Linked DNA regions of Mus musculus: all the other regions are linked to region 1. A link is a contact called in public HiChIP or PLAC-seq and promoter capture Hi-C data. All regions are on one chromosome and are shown on one strand. Each heading gives the region's core, a stretch centred on a gene start, on an enhancer-like site or on the middle of the called end of the contact. The rest is flanking DNA. Distances are from core to core; before and after follow the strand shown. Region 1 holds the start of Akap1 (A kinase (PRKA) anchor protein 1). Region 2 holds the start of Trim37 (tripartite motif-containing 37). Region 3 holds the start of Mmd (monocyte to macrophage differentiation-associated). Region 4 overlaps Hsf5 (heat shock transcription factor family member 5). Region 5 holds the start of Mks1 (MKS transition zone complex subunit 1).

What was found. Promoter capture Hi-C pulls out the DNA fragments that hold promoters and counts their contacts. HiChIP or PLAC-seq counts read pairs in DNA pulled down with a chosen protein or histone mark.
Region 2: an HNF4G HiChIP or PLAC-seq map of pancreatic cancer cells shows a contact between it and region 1. The contact joins the promoter of Trim37 here to the promoter of Akap1 in region 1. A contact is called at or near these places in 1 of 39 promoter capture datasets (cranial neural crest) and 1 of 115 datasets of contacts at active chromatin or transcription factors (pancreatic cancer cells).
Region 3: a promoter capture Hi-C map of pre-B cells shows a contact between it and region 1, with 2.7 times the contacts expected there. The contact joins the promoter of Mmd here to the promoter of Akap1 in region 1. A contact is called at or near these places in 2 of 39 promoter capture datasets (hippocampal neurons and pre-B cells).
Region 4: a contact with region 1 is called in an HNF4G HiChIP or PLAC-seq map of pancreatic cancer cells. The contact joins the enhancer-like site here to the promoter of Akap1 in region 1. A contact is called at or near these places in 5 of 39 promoter capture datasets (the 3T3-L1 cell line, frontonasal cranial neural crest, hippocampal neurons and 1 more) and 1 of 115 datasets of contacts at active chromatin or transcription factors (pancreatic cancer cells).
Region 5: an H3K4me3 HiChIP or PLAC-seq map of embryonic stem cells shows a contact between it and region 1, with 4 times the contacts expected there. The contact joins the promoter of Mks1 here to the promoter of Akap1 in region 1. A contact is called at or near these places in 4 of 39 promoter capture datasets (the C10 cell line, the HPC-7 cell line, cranial neural crest and 1 more), 2 of 115 datasets of contacts at active chromatin or transcription factors (embryonic stem cells and large pre-B cells) and 2 of 9 other capture datasets (adipose tissue and embryonic stem cells).

The regions. Positions count from the first base shown.
Region 1 is chr11:88,863,223-88,865,875 of GRCm38.p6, forward strand. Akap1 (A kinase (PRKA) anchor protein 1) reads right to left here and starts at 1,364. Exons shown (of 11, transcript NM_001042541.1): 1 at 1,175-1,364. All of the region lies in intron 3 of 4930556N13Rik (RIKEN cDNA 4930556N13 gene), which reads left to right.
Region 2 is chr11:87,125,779-87,128,431 of GRCm38.p6, forward strand. It overlaps Trim37 (tripartite motif-containing 37), which reads left to right and starts at 1,297. Exons shown (of 24, transcript NM_197987.2): 1 at 1,297-1,716. The coding sequence starts at 1,696.
Region 3 is chr11:90,248,122-90,250,774 of GRCm38.p6, forward strand. It overlaps Mmd (monocyte to macrophage differentiation-associated), which reads left to right and starts at 1,355. Exons shown (of 7, transcript NM_026178.2): 1 at 1,355-1,614. The coding sequence starts at 1,589.
Region 4 is chr11:87,638,076-87,640,728 of GRCm38.p6, forward strand. Hsf5 (heat shock transcription factor family member 5) reads left to right here. Exons shown (of 6, transcript NM_001045527.1): 5 at 1-169. Among named protein-coding and RNA genes, the nearest start is that of Hsf5, 22 kb to the left of the region's middle. Within about 2 kb of position 1,361, at least 286 of the 459 cell types and tissues checked have an H3K27ac peak or open chromatin away from gene starts, as enhancers often do. A contact at or near this core is called in liver and pancreatic cancer cells, where this site is marked.
Region 5 is chr11:87,851,914-87,854,566 of GRCm38.p6, forward strand. Mks1 (MKS transition zone complex subunit 1) reads left to right here and starts at 1,302. Exons shown (of 18, transcript NM_001039684.3): 1 at 1,302-1,416; 2 at 1,824-1,933. The coding sequence starts at 1,337.

The sequences.
Region 1 (2,653 bases), core at 114-2,613:
GGGTGGAAAGGTACTAGTTGCTCGAGGCATTTCCCGGAGGGAAAAGGTCCGGTTAGGCACAGGGCGTCTCAGAGGTCCCTTCTGCACAGCCCCTGACTATCAGCACCTTCCCTCCCGGAGAAAGGAAACAGGAAAAGATAGGACACAGCAGTAGTTGACACCAGAATGTAGGCTCCTTTACGCGTATGGAGGCTTCTCTACGCAGGTTTTTACCTATAACCCTGGCAAAGTCCCCCCATGACCCCTGCAAAGTCCCTCCAGATCACTGTCCTGGGACGGAAAGAAAGGTGGGGCGCGACACGTGACCCTGGACCTCCCCACCCCCGCAAGAAGTCAGCGGGCACCTCTAGCTAGAGGTCTCCCACCTCTTAGGACATGCTTATGGGGCCACAAACTCTAATTCCCTTCGGACACCCAAGCTCACGACCTCCGGATCCTAATTGGTCTTATGGTCTCTCCACCGCCAAAAGGTTTGGGACCTGTCTTGCATCCCATTCTCCCCGCTACAACGGCAGAGTCCGCTCCAATAATTCGCGGCACTGAACTCCAGGAATTGTGTCTTCCTGCTCCGGTTTGCCACCACTGCCGGGCCAACCCAGAGTCAACTGGGCCCAGCAGTTAGAAAGTTAGGAAGGGAAGGGGTCCCCAAGGACCTCCTCTCCCGCCTTGGGCACTGGGTCCTTGGCAGAGACCGCCCCAGTGCCTCCTCTCCACGCGTAAACTGGGTACACACGACCTTTGAAAAGTAAACGCTAGCGAGACTAGACGACCTTGGTTGGGACGCGCTCGGGCAGGCTACCCAGAAGGGTGAGCCAGCATTGGGAAAGTTGAGGCGCACCGGAGCGCCCGGGGAATTGCGCCCTCACCTCCATCCTAGAGGCCAGTGACGTGAGGGGGGATGGGAGGGGAAAGCAGCGGCTTAAAGCAGCGCCCCGAGCTCAGCGCACGCGATCTGTCAGCAGCAGCCCTGGGACCGGGAAAGACCAGCGGGGCGCGCGGGTCATCAAGGCACAGACCCGCCCGCTTGACAGCAGGCGCGGTGCACAAGGCTCTCGGTCCCCGGAGTACCTGGCGCGCGCGTCGCACCCTGCACCTGCACCCCAGGCTCCCCATCACCCCAACTCGTTCTCTCTCCGGGCCCGGCGGGCGGGTGCCCGTGCCAGCCGTCACTTACCTGCTCCTGGGCGACCGTCTAGGCACTCAATCCTCCCGCCACCGCCCCCTGGCCCCCCACCTAGTCCAGCGGCCCTGCCCCGCAGCGCTGCACGGCGCTTCGGCCGCTCCCCCACGTGCTAGCCCAGGCCGGGCGAACACAGAGACATTAAATACTGAGGACGCGCAACGACGTGCCCGCGGCGCGACGCAAGGCCCCGCCCCTCGCCCTCGGCTCCCTGGCGTGCCCCCCTCGCCCGCTCGCTCTCCTGCGCGTGCGCGCCATCGGCCGCTCCCTCCCCCGACTTGCGCGCGCCTCTCTCCCAGCTGCGCCAAGAGGGGCGCGGTCAGGAGCTCTCCGCTGACATCCCGGAGCTGTACGGGCCCGCCTTGCTGGCGCTCTCGCGAGAGTAACAATATTCACGGCGGGCATGGGAGATGGCCCCTACGTCCCACACTCGGGCTGGGGTGGGTTCCTGGTGTCTGAGTGCTCGGCACAATGAACTTGGCTCGCACGGGGTCTCTGCTTCTTCTCCGGGGAGAGGTGTCAGGCAGGTTCCTGCCTTGGGATGGTGCCTCTCCTGGAAAAGGTTGCTGAGGCTGGTGAGGGACGATGCTACATTGTTCCCCTTGCCTAGGAATCTGGCTTTCCCGTAACCTTGCGAGCATAGCATAGCTTTTCGAGTATAATAGGTGGCCATTGGTTGATCAGTAATGTGGATACTGTGTAGCCCTCAAGGGCAAGTTGATTTCTCATTTTCGCAACTTTAGTGATGTCGAAGGGGCTTTTCTCTAAATGATCTGGGGTTTTGCAAAGTTTGCCTTCGAAGAAATGGTCACCATGAGTCACTGCCTCCCCCAACGACTTGAGAAAACCAAACTACCTGCAGATAATTGTATCCGACGGAGGTTCCACTTGCCAACCAGCCCAGCTCTGATCCTTAAAACCTAGGCACTTTCCTTTACTTGCTTATTTATTTTGATATTCTGAGACTGTGTCTCATGTCTCACGGCCTCAAGCTGGGAAGTTCTAGGTTGACCTTGAACTCCTGATCCTCCTGCCTCCACCTCCCTAAGTGTTGGCATTACAGGGCACTTTCAGTGCACATTTTTTGAACGAAATATAGGAAAGGTACCATACTAAGAACCAACCATTACTTGGGAAAAATCTTCACTGGTGATCAAATGTGAATTTTAAGTTTTAAAAAGAGACTATGCATACTGAATATAATTTTGAGTATCTACTGTCTAACTCATTTATTTCTTTTTCTTTTTTTTTTTTTTTTTTTTTTTTGGTTTTTCGAGACAGGGTTTCTCTGTGCAGCCCTGGCTGTCCTGGAACTCACTTTGTAGACCAGGCTGGCCTCGAACTCAGAAATCCACCTGCCTCTGCCTCCCAAGTGCTGGGATTAAAGGCGTGCGCCACCACGCCCGGCTTCATTTATTTCTTGAGCCAGCACTTGGAAAGCTGAGGGAAGATTACCACAATTTCAAAGCACCC
Region 2 (2,653 bases), core at 47-2,546, 1.7 Mb before region 1:
TAGTAAAATTATTCTGCAACTATCAGCCTGCATCTAGTTCAAAGACCATAAGTGGTTTGAAATGAAAGCCTTTTTTGCTTTTGGTTTTTCAATACACGGTGTCATTGTGTATCCCTGATTGTCCTGGAACTCCACCTGCCTCTGTCCCCCAAATGCTGGGACTAAACGAGTGCTCCACCATGCCCAGCTTGTGAAAGCATATTCTATCTCTACTTAATTAAATTATGTGTGTGTAGATTATTTTGGGTTATATTAATATATGTGCATGTGAGTGTGGGTGTTTTAGGTGGGCAGAATGGAGTTGGAGTATAGGCTGGAGACCAAAGGCAGGGTTAGAGAGTGGTCCTCCCCCGGAGTAGCAAGTATTCTTAACCTCTGGGCCATCCGTCCTACCTCCATAAATCTTGTTTATAGTTCATATAATTTTTAAAAAATGTTGCTAGTAACGAAAAGATTCTTTCTAGATTATCAATTCTCTGGATTGGGTTCATAAATAACTTTGTAATAAGCTTAAGAGAAGAATTAAGATTTAAGTATTTGACCAACGCCTTTTGTCTCACATACCCTCAATTTCTGCACCCTAACTGGTCTCTTCTGGAAGGAATTTAGAAGCGATTCCCTAGACTCTTTGTTAGTCCCCATAGCAAAAACAACTCAAGCTGCAAGAAAGCCTTAGTCGGTGGGATGTGGATCCAATTGTCTCACCAAAATGAGAAGACGTGGTACCTCTCCCCTGCAATCCTTACTTCCAGGAAGCTTGGAGACTTCACTATACGTCCAGTCTATCATGAACTAAAGAAACCTTGTCTCAAAATAACAGGTCAAGAGAAATCGCCGGTCCATTACAATTGGAGCTTTCAAATGCATTTACTATGGAGGGGGACTAAGTTTTTTTTTTTTTTTTTTTTTTTTTAAAGCTTAAAGTCTGCGTTTCCTCCCAGAGGCGGAAAGCAAACACTAACCAAGCAAGAGTTCCCGGCTCCAGGGTCTCCTTAGGTGACCCACAAACAATGGGAACGCAAATAAGACTCTCCGTCCCTTCCTAATACTCGGGAGCGTGGCTTCTTCCAATTAGGACGCACCAAGGAGCCTACATCACTGGCGGTAAAATCTGCGAGGCGAAGGGCACCGCGCCGACGCCCGACACGCCTCCCCGCGGCACCGCCTCTCCAAGTCTCGTGTGCTGCGCGCACCGCGGGAACCGGGCGCCCGCCTCTCCTCCCGCCCCGCTCCGCCCCGCCCCTCCCCTCCCCTCCCGCAACGCCGAGTGCGCGTGCGCATCGCGTCCGCCCCGTTGCCGCGCCTCTAGCTGCCCTGGTTACCGTTGGTGTTTGCGAATTCTCTGTGGCGCCTGTTCCGCCCCGGACGGGCCCCGCGGCGGTTTTCACACGCGCGCGCCGGCGTCACGTGGGCCAGGGCTCCCACGCGGACGCAGGCCAGCTGCTGAGGCGGGAGGAAGGCGTTGCGGCTACCGCTAGCCCTTCCCTCTCCGCCCCAGGGCTGGCGCGCGGATAAAAAAAAATGGCGAAATGCGGGGTAGCCGGTGGGGAACCCGACGGGATGGGGCGCGGAGGTGGCACTGTTGTGGGAGCCTGCTGAGGTGAGCGCAGCTGACCTGGCGACCTCGGGCCGGCGCCTGACAGCGCAGACACGGACTCCGAGGGTCGCCGAGGGCCCCGCCGAGAGCCGGAGGCAATGGATGAGCAGAGTGTGGAGGTGAGGGGCATCACGGAGGGTGGCGGCTGGGCTCCTTTTCTATCCGGGGCCCCATGCGCTCGCCCTCCCTGTGGGAGGCAGCCTCTGCGAGTCGCGGAGAGGGAGGCTGGCCCGGCGGTAGTGCTTCCAGCCCTCAGCATGCCCGGTGCTGAATCTGTTCCGCAGTCAGGTGCTGCGGAGCTCCAGCGATGCCTTGGCACCTGCTCTCGTCGCTGTTTGCAGGCTGAGCCTTTCTAGAGCAAAATTGCAAATTCATCGGAAGGACTTGCCCTGCTTTCTCGCCACGACTTGCTCTGCATGATTAAACATTTTTTTCACCCTCAGCGGTTCATTTTGTAGGACACACACACCTCTCTCACACTCGACTGACTTAAAGACTAGTAGTTTCCAGCATTGATTCTTGTAAGATGATTTCATGATTGGGGTATTTCCATAAAGGCTAGAATCATCAAAACGATTGCTTGGGGGCTGGGGGGCGTGAACCGTTCAGAGACTAAAGTACTACATGATTTTTGCTTTTTAAAAATAAGGGATAACTTACTGAGCATTGCTCTTGAGATTAACCCAGTTCACCCCCATGGTTTTATTGTCTTCCCAAAGCCAGTTAAGAGTCCGCATCTCTCAGGACCTGGTCTTGCAGTTATGACCATCAGTAATTTTCTACTTAATTGCTCTTGTGAAAGTTGTGTGAAGGTTTTGTAAACTTTTCTTGGTTTTAGGAGGGTTTAATTTTTCTGGAATGGAGTAAAAATAGACGTGGGTAAACTTCCCTGTTTTCAATTTTTTTTTAGTTATTAACTTAATGTCAATAGGGACACTCGCATTTATAGTGGCTGCAGATTTTCAGGCTCACATAATTAGTTGATTACATCAGGACAGAAATTCAGATTCTGAATTAGTTTGCCTCTAATCACGATATCTTTACAAATGTTTGTTT
Region 3 (2,653 bases), core at 105-2,604, 1.4 Mb after region 1:
ATATGATGATATCTAGTTCCATCCATTTCTCTGTTCCCAGAAATGTAGTTACTCGTAACCCCCCCCCCCCCCACACACACACACTGAAGAACAATCCAGTCCTCCTCTATTGGAGCCGATTGTCCTTTTAAACCAAGTGTGCAGCTTTGGAATGGAAAGATCACTCCCGAGTCTTCATTTTTTTCCTTCTGGCTGACTAATTTTCCATGCTGTCTCTAGACACACACACCACATTTTCTTTCTACATCCTTTGGTAGGCACCTACACTAATATAATAACTTGGCTATTGTAAACAGTGCCACCTTTCAAAGCCTTGGCCTCCATACCTGTGAAATGAGTAACATAATTTTGAACCTAAGGATTCCTTCCAAGATCAAAGCAATTGTTGTGGAAAGCACCCCGGGGCACTTAAAGAGAAGGACACTAGAATGGTGGGTGAAACCATTCCCCGGCATCCCCCCATCTTTCATTCGTTTCAAAAAGAGTAAATACTGCTTCGAAGCTGGCCCTAAGTCCCTCAAGAAGGTGAAGTTTGAGGAGTGGGGGATGTGTGTGGGCAGGTTTCCTGGATGGGAGCACACCTGGATTTCAGGAGTGATGCTGACAGGTCCTGCACATGTCAATTCCTTTTTTCCAGTATTCTTCTGAGTGTATTCACTACCTCTTATCTCTTCTCTCCCTAGGATCTGCTCTTCTGGCAAGTCCTTTTAGCTTTACAGAGGTTTAGCAAAAGGGGCCGATTCAAGTCTACTCTTTCCTTGGAAATTTCTTGGGTTAAAAAATAGAAAATAAAATGGAGGACGTAAAAAGATCTCTCCAGAAGAATCCCCCTGGAGAAATTCCAATCTCTTCTTTATAGGACAGCCGTGTTACTAATCCGTCTTTACACAGCGTAAAAGGTGAAGAAATAAATGAAAGGAAGGACGCAGAAATGAATGAAGGCTGGATAAACGATATGGGGCCAAGATTAGAAGGCAGAGATAGATTCTTGCTCGCTGCCACTTCCGGCACAGCTGCTTCTAAGATTGTGGGCCATCTCCTACACACCGTTGTTCCTTCCTCTCTGTTGCAGCTCACACGCTCAAAGCTTTAATGCAGAGCACCGCCCTCCCAGCGCTCCTCCCCTTTCGGCTAGCCACACCCCTCGGCTCTGAGGTTCCGCCCCACCTACCGAGCTTCAAGGGAAATGAATGGCAGCGGAGCCCTGCGCCGCTCCGGACACTGATTGGCCACTGGGCGCGGTGACGCGCAGGTGGCTGCGGGCGCACGCAGCGAGAGCAGCGGGCAGGGGCGGAGCCGGGCTCCGGGGCGGGGCCCAGGCACCCGGGGGCGGAGGAGCCAGGGAGGCGGGAGGCGGGAGGCGCCGGGGCCGTTTAAGCGGCCTCCCTCCCGCCCCCAGGCGCCTGCTCTGGCCCGGGCCCTGTGCTGACCGACCCCCGGTGTGGCCCACTCCGGCCCTGCCCAGTTGCGTGGCTCCCGCCTGGCACGCCAGCGGCCTCGGAGCAGCTCAAGCCCATGAGGCCGGCGCGCCCTGCCGCCGGTGCAAAAGAGACGGAGCTCCCGGCCCCCGCGGTGGAGCGGTGGATCAATGCGGTTCAGGAATCGATTCCAGCGGTGAGAGTTCTGCGGGGAACGTGCTCCGTCCCGGGGGATCCCGAGCCCTGACGAGGACCGGCTCCCGGGAAGACTCGCAGTTCTGCGATCCCCTTCCTCCAGGCAGCTTGGGATCTGTGCCCCGGGACCCCGCATCTGCTTTGCCTCCTCCATCCGCTTGCAAACCTAGCTTGGCCCTTGAGATCCCCATCCAGACACCGCTGCTGCTAGCTTCTAGCAGACTACTCCAGCCTCAGAGCCCCCTCCCCACGACTCCACTCAGGGCCTCCACCCTTATACAAACCCCAACGTGAGGTCTCTTAAGGCTGCTGCAGCACCCTGTGGCGATGTTTGTCTTACAGCGGGTAGGAGGTCTGGCCTGAGCTTTTTGAGGTGTTTTGTCGGTGGTTGGCCCTAGAGACAGGGAAACTGAGGCACGCTTCTCTAGGTCCAGCTTTCCTGATGGTGTCCGGAGGGGTTGTGTGTCTCGGGCTAAGAACCTAATGGTGTGCTATTTGGGGGATTTTTTTTTGGCAGGGGCAAGTTAGCATTCAGGTGGAGAGACATGCCTTTGAGAAACCTGGTTTTAGGAAATAGGGAGAAAGAACGGAGGAGGCGCCACCGGAAGGCGGGTTGTCTGCTCTACACTAAAGAGGTGGTAGGGTAGCCCGACTTGAGGGACATAGTGTGGCCCTTCTCTCCCGGGTGGATTACCTGCGTGGAAGGAATGATGAAGGCTGCCGACCTATTGTTCCCAAAGAAAGCTCTGGGCTTTAATGTTTCTAAGTGGGTGAAAGTTCACCCATGGGGTTTCTGGTAACTCCATCCCTTTGTCTGAGCCTGGCAGCCATACCCATTCCCAGCCCTTCACCACCAACAGGGTAGCCTAGTGTGATGTACCAGAGAATTCAAAAGCAGAAATGCTTAAAATCTTCCGAGCAGGCTATTGAGTTTGAAGTGGTCTTTCTTTTTATTTTAAAATGTAAACACACCATTTAGTTTTCCTTTCCCTTCTTTCCCCTGTTCACTCATTAATGCTTATCTCATTTCTTCCAGTCTC
Region 4 (2,653 bases), core at 111-2,610, 1.2 Mb before region 1:
AGCAGTATAAAATGCCAGACCAATCCCTCGGAGAATATCTTGCCTTCAGAACAAATGGGATTCCTTATTTCAGAAATGGGGCCTGCTAACAAGTCTACTAAAGACACAGGTTTATCCACTCCAGCTAGATACAGAGAGCGAAGAAGCAACTCACAAGGAAAGTCCCCTGGTAAGGATGAAATAGTTTTATGCTCTAGAATGTATAGCTCTAAAATGCTAGGAACTGAACCTCGGGATGTAATTCATATATGAATGATATTTTATGTATCTTTATTATTTATAGTCATATTATGTCTCTCATGTTGTTTTATATAATTGTAGTTTAAACTAGTATTCATAGCTACCTTTGAAATGCATATAAAATAGTTGTTTTCCTAACAGTGCATATAAGAACATGAGGTTTCAGAGGACTTGGGGAGACGACTCAGCAAGGAAAAGTGCTCACTGCTCAAGTGTGAGGGCCTGAGCTCCACTCTCTGTTCAGTTAGGGGTTTCTTTGTGTGGTTTGTTTGTTTGTTTGTTTGTTTGTTTTTGACTCAAGTAGGGGTTATTATTTGCTAAATTTTCTGAGACTGGCTGGGCCTTGGGTGCCTTCTTGGTGCTTAGAGCACTCGAACAAGAGGTTACTAGGAGCAGGGGGCAGGGGTCTGAAGCCACATTCCTACTGTGAGGAGCTGGGGGTAGGTGTCTCTGTATTTTTAACTCCTCCTCTCTCCCCAAGTGAATATTCAGCATTGCCAAAGATCTGCCCAGGAAGCAAAGTAGCCTAGTTTATCCAAAGGCTGAAATAAGTGAGCTTAAATAATCACATCACAAAAGGCAGCTCATTGGGAAGACTGAGACCATCACTTGGAAATAAAGGGGGAGGGCATACAGAAAGGGTCAGAGCACAGTGGAGAGAGGATGAGCTGTAAACACAGCAGCTACACCATAGATCTTAGAGGATCAGGCTCCCGCACACACAGGCTTTATAATACCAAACAGTCTATTTGTTCACAATGTTAAAGGGCACCTAGAAATAGCTATAGTAAGGGATTGAAAGTTGTCTGAAGAATGAGCCCAGAAAGGCTGTGTCCGAAGATGGCCTGCCACTCAGGAGAGAGGAGCTGCTGGGCCTTCCTGTTGACCACTGTTTTGCAAAAAGTGCAGAAAGGGTGGTAGCGCTAGTCGTCCGCTGTCGCCGGCTTCCCGGTGGCCGCTCTCCCGGTGGCCCGGCCCGGTCACGCTCGCTGCCTGTGTGCCTTCGTCGTGGTCTGCTCTGACCCCGCTGTTCTCGCTGCGATCATCGCGCGGGCTTCTGCAGCCCTGCCCTGGCCTTGCCACCTCCCTAGCCTCTAAGGAGGCGCGGCCTGGAGCTCCGGTTCCGCAATGCCGCGCGGAGGCGGGGCCTCCATTCACCTTTTTAAAAGCTGAGCCAGTCCACACTGTACTCTAACTCTAGAGCTGATTGCTGGGGCTCACTGGCCACCGGCCTAGTTCCTGGTTCCTGAAGACCCCTGCCTCTTATTCAAGGAAATAAGGTGGAGAGTTGATAGAGATACCTGGAGTCTTCCAGTCCCGGTGTGAATGCATGTGCATTCCCCCTTACACCTCCACATATTCACAATAAACGAATGAAAGAATTGAACCATCAAAATATTGAATATATTAAAGAAAAGTAAAGAATTTAGATTAACTTAGATAAGATGAAGGGTAACTTAATAATCATCTTCAGATGCTAAGGATTTTATTAACAGATAACAGAGTACATATTTATTTGTGATACAAGAAGATTAATGACACCAAAGATAGTGCCTTAAGCACATTATAAATACACTTTAAGGCATGAATGTGTATAAGTGGCATGTTTTTGTATGTGTGTGCTATAGGAGTCTGGTTATCTATTGGACACCGGAGCACTTGTAAATGGTTCTTTGTTTTGAAATGGGCCCATCCCAGGCCACCCTCAGACTCAGGCAGTGATTCTTTTGGGTCACCCTTATTAATATGCAGGCGCATAGTGCCATAATCAGCTTTGAAACCTCCCTCTTAATGACTTGAGTACATTTGTATTTTTTAATCTAAAAAATTTCTAATATTCAAATCAAGTCACTGTACTCTGCTCCAAACATTTTTTTCTTTTCTTTCTTTTTAGACAGGAGCTTACTATGTAGACCCAACTCACCTGGAGCTAATTGTGTAGCCCAGGCTGGCTTTGGCTTCATCATCCTTCTGCCTCCCAAGTGCTGAGATGAAGGATATGAACCACCAGTCCTTGCTTACAATGGCTAATGTAATATTCTCAAATTAGCCAGATGCAGTGAGCGGCTCACTCCTGTAATAGTAGCAATTGGGAGGTTGAAGCAGGAAGACTGCTACTATTATTATAGATGAGGGCTAGCCTGTGCTGCAGAGTGAACCCAGCTCAACACATGAAATGCAGTTACCAATATAACTTATTGGTAGAACACTTGCCTAGAACCACTAGAGAAAAACAAAACCTCAAGTTAAAGGTAATTCAGATTATTGCAATAAAGGCAAATTAATTAATCAAATTAGTCACCTATATTTTAAATATTAAGAACTTCTTTGAGAATTTATTCAAAAAACATGAAGAGAGTACTCAGGGGCGGTCACAGTGATATACATCATACTCCCAGCACTTGGGAGGTGG
Region 5 (2,653 bases), core at 52-2,551, 1.0 Mb before region 1:
TTTCTCTGCTCTATAATCGGATGGCCATGAAATGTCCCAGGCCAGGCAACAATTGCTTATTCGGATGAATAAGTAGCAACCGTCAAATACTAATTGTCAATATTGATATTGCCAAACTGCCGGAATTAAACTTATACCATCTTTCCTTGGATGTGCCAGTGAACCATGACTTCTGAATGTCACTCTGGTGGTTTTTCAGGGGCTGGCTCGGAGTCTTAACTGGTTAATAATCCAGAACCAACATGCCCCAGGGAAAACACCCTTTCCTTCCTTTCTGCTGGCTTCCTTGTTTTTTATTTCTCTGGCTCAGTGCATACCAACAAAACTACTAATATACCTGCCCCACAGGTTTTTTTTCTTCCAGGAATGTTTTCTTTCTTTTTTTCTTTTTCTTTCTTTCTCTTCTTCTTCTTCTTCTTCTTCTTCTTCTTCTTCTTCTTCTTCTTCTTCTTCTTCTTCTTCTTCTTCTTCTTCTTCTTCTTCTCCTCCTCCTCCTCCTCCTCCTCCTCCTCCTCCTCCTCCTCCTCCTCCTCCTCCTCCTCCTCCTCCTCCTTCTTCTTTCTCTTTTCTTTTCCTGTCTTTTCTTTTCTTTTTCCTGAGACAGGGTTTCTCTGTATAGCCCTGGCTGTCCTGGAACTCACTCTGTAGACCAGGCTGGCCTCGAACTCAGCAATCTGCCTGCCTCTGCCTCTCAAGTGCTGGGATTAAAGGCGTGCGCTACCACTGCCCGGCTGTTTTTTAATTTTTGTTTGCATGTCCTTTTAGTCATATCCACCAACTGTTTAGGCCTGAGTTTTCTCTCCTTAAATTTTTTTAAATTTATTTTATGCATAATGGTGAACATGTTTGTGCAACACATGTGTACTGTAAGGCGGCAAGGTGTCTGACCCTTTGGAACTGGAGTAGAGACAGGTGTGAGTGGCCATCTGGGCCTGCTAGTTCCTCTGAAAGTCCAGTCACTAACCTCTTAACCACTAAGCCATTTCTCCACGCCCCCTAGGCCGAAGTTTTCAAATGTTCAGTGGAAGGCAGTGTTTGATCAGAAAGTAAGGACTCAGGTCACCTGGTTCTGGCCACCATCACCATTTTTGCACCTAAACAAAGTAGCTGATGGCGGTTTTCTCTTTTGTGCAGTGCACCAACTTTCACCTTGGGTGGAGGTGAGCTTTACTCACACAGGACAGCTGAGGGTCCCGCTGCCAGGCTAGGGACTGGCTCCCGCAGACGTGGAGAGCTGCGCGCGCAGCGCCTCCCTTGCCTAAGAAGCCAGCGTCTCCGTTGCCAGGGGAACGAGGCACCACGCTTTCCGGCGCGGTCGCAGCGCGAAGCAGCTGTCATGGCGGAAGCGGTCTGGAGCACTGACACCGGCGAGGCCGTGTATCGCTCCCGGGACCCCGTGCGCAACCTGCGCCTCCGGTAGTCACTCGACCCCAGTTTCAGGGCCCCCTAACTTTATGCTCCGAGGCCCCCTAACTTTATTCCACCCTAAGCTTTTAGATGCTCAGAGGCCCCTACTTCCGCTTACAATCCCAACTACTTCCTCTGCCATCTCTGCGCGCGTCTTGTTATCAGGATCTTTTTCCACTGAAAGCTTCCAAGTACACCTTTCAGATTCACCCTGCCCAAGTCCCTTCAAGTTCTCGCCACTTTCAAACCCCTCGGGTCCCTGTGCTGATTTATCCAGCAGACGCCCCTACCCACCTCTTCTTTGCAGCAGCCTTGACTTCTCTGCCTCTGTGATTTCTTTCCCCGATTCATGCTCTGTATATCTCCTTGCTGTGTGTCTCTGACACGCGTATTTGGGGCTTCTCTTCTCTTGACAGAGTTCATCTGCAAAGAATCACATCAAGCAACTTCCTTCATTACCAGCCTGCTGCCCAGATGGGGAAGGACCTCATAGACTTGGCCACTTTTAGGCCTCCGCAAGCTGCTAGTGGGTGTTTGTGATGACGCTACATTCATTTGAGACTAAGGCAGGGGTGCGGGGCAGTAGAGGTACAGAGGAGGAACGGAAGGCTCAGAGAGGTTGAGTTTATTGCCCAGTGTCACCTAGCCGAGGAATATAGAAGCATTTGAATGAACCTGGGCAATCATCTTTTTAATTTTTTATTATTTATTTATTTTTTTACATTGTAATTTACTTTTGTGTGTGTGTGCACGCCCATGCCACAGTGCGAGAGTGAAGTTCAGGGGATAACTTTTGCGAACCAGTTCAGTTATCTCTTCACCAGATGAATCCTGGGGCTTGAGCCATCTTACCCGAGTTGTGACTTGGGGGATGGGGAAAGGACTTCTAAGAGAAATATGTTCCAAACTCCAAATGTATGTATAAATACACTTAAAAAACAATTTTAAAACAGGAGTTTGCACGAAAATATGATTTTTTCCTCTTGCCTTGAAAGCCAAAAGAAAGGACAGGACCGTCGTGTTTGGCCAATAATTTTTCATGCTTTTGTCATTGTTCTTTCTACTCAGAAATATTCTTAGGCAAAAAGGGTAGCCTGGCAGATCACAAATCATGCATCTTGTGTTTCTGGATGATTCGGTGGTGGTTTCAGAAAAACATCAGGGTCCTTATCTAGCAAATTCAGCCAGGATTGAGGAAGGGCTGGCCCTTCAGCCTCTAGCTAAACTCTAGTGCCTTATACGGGAC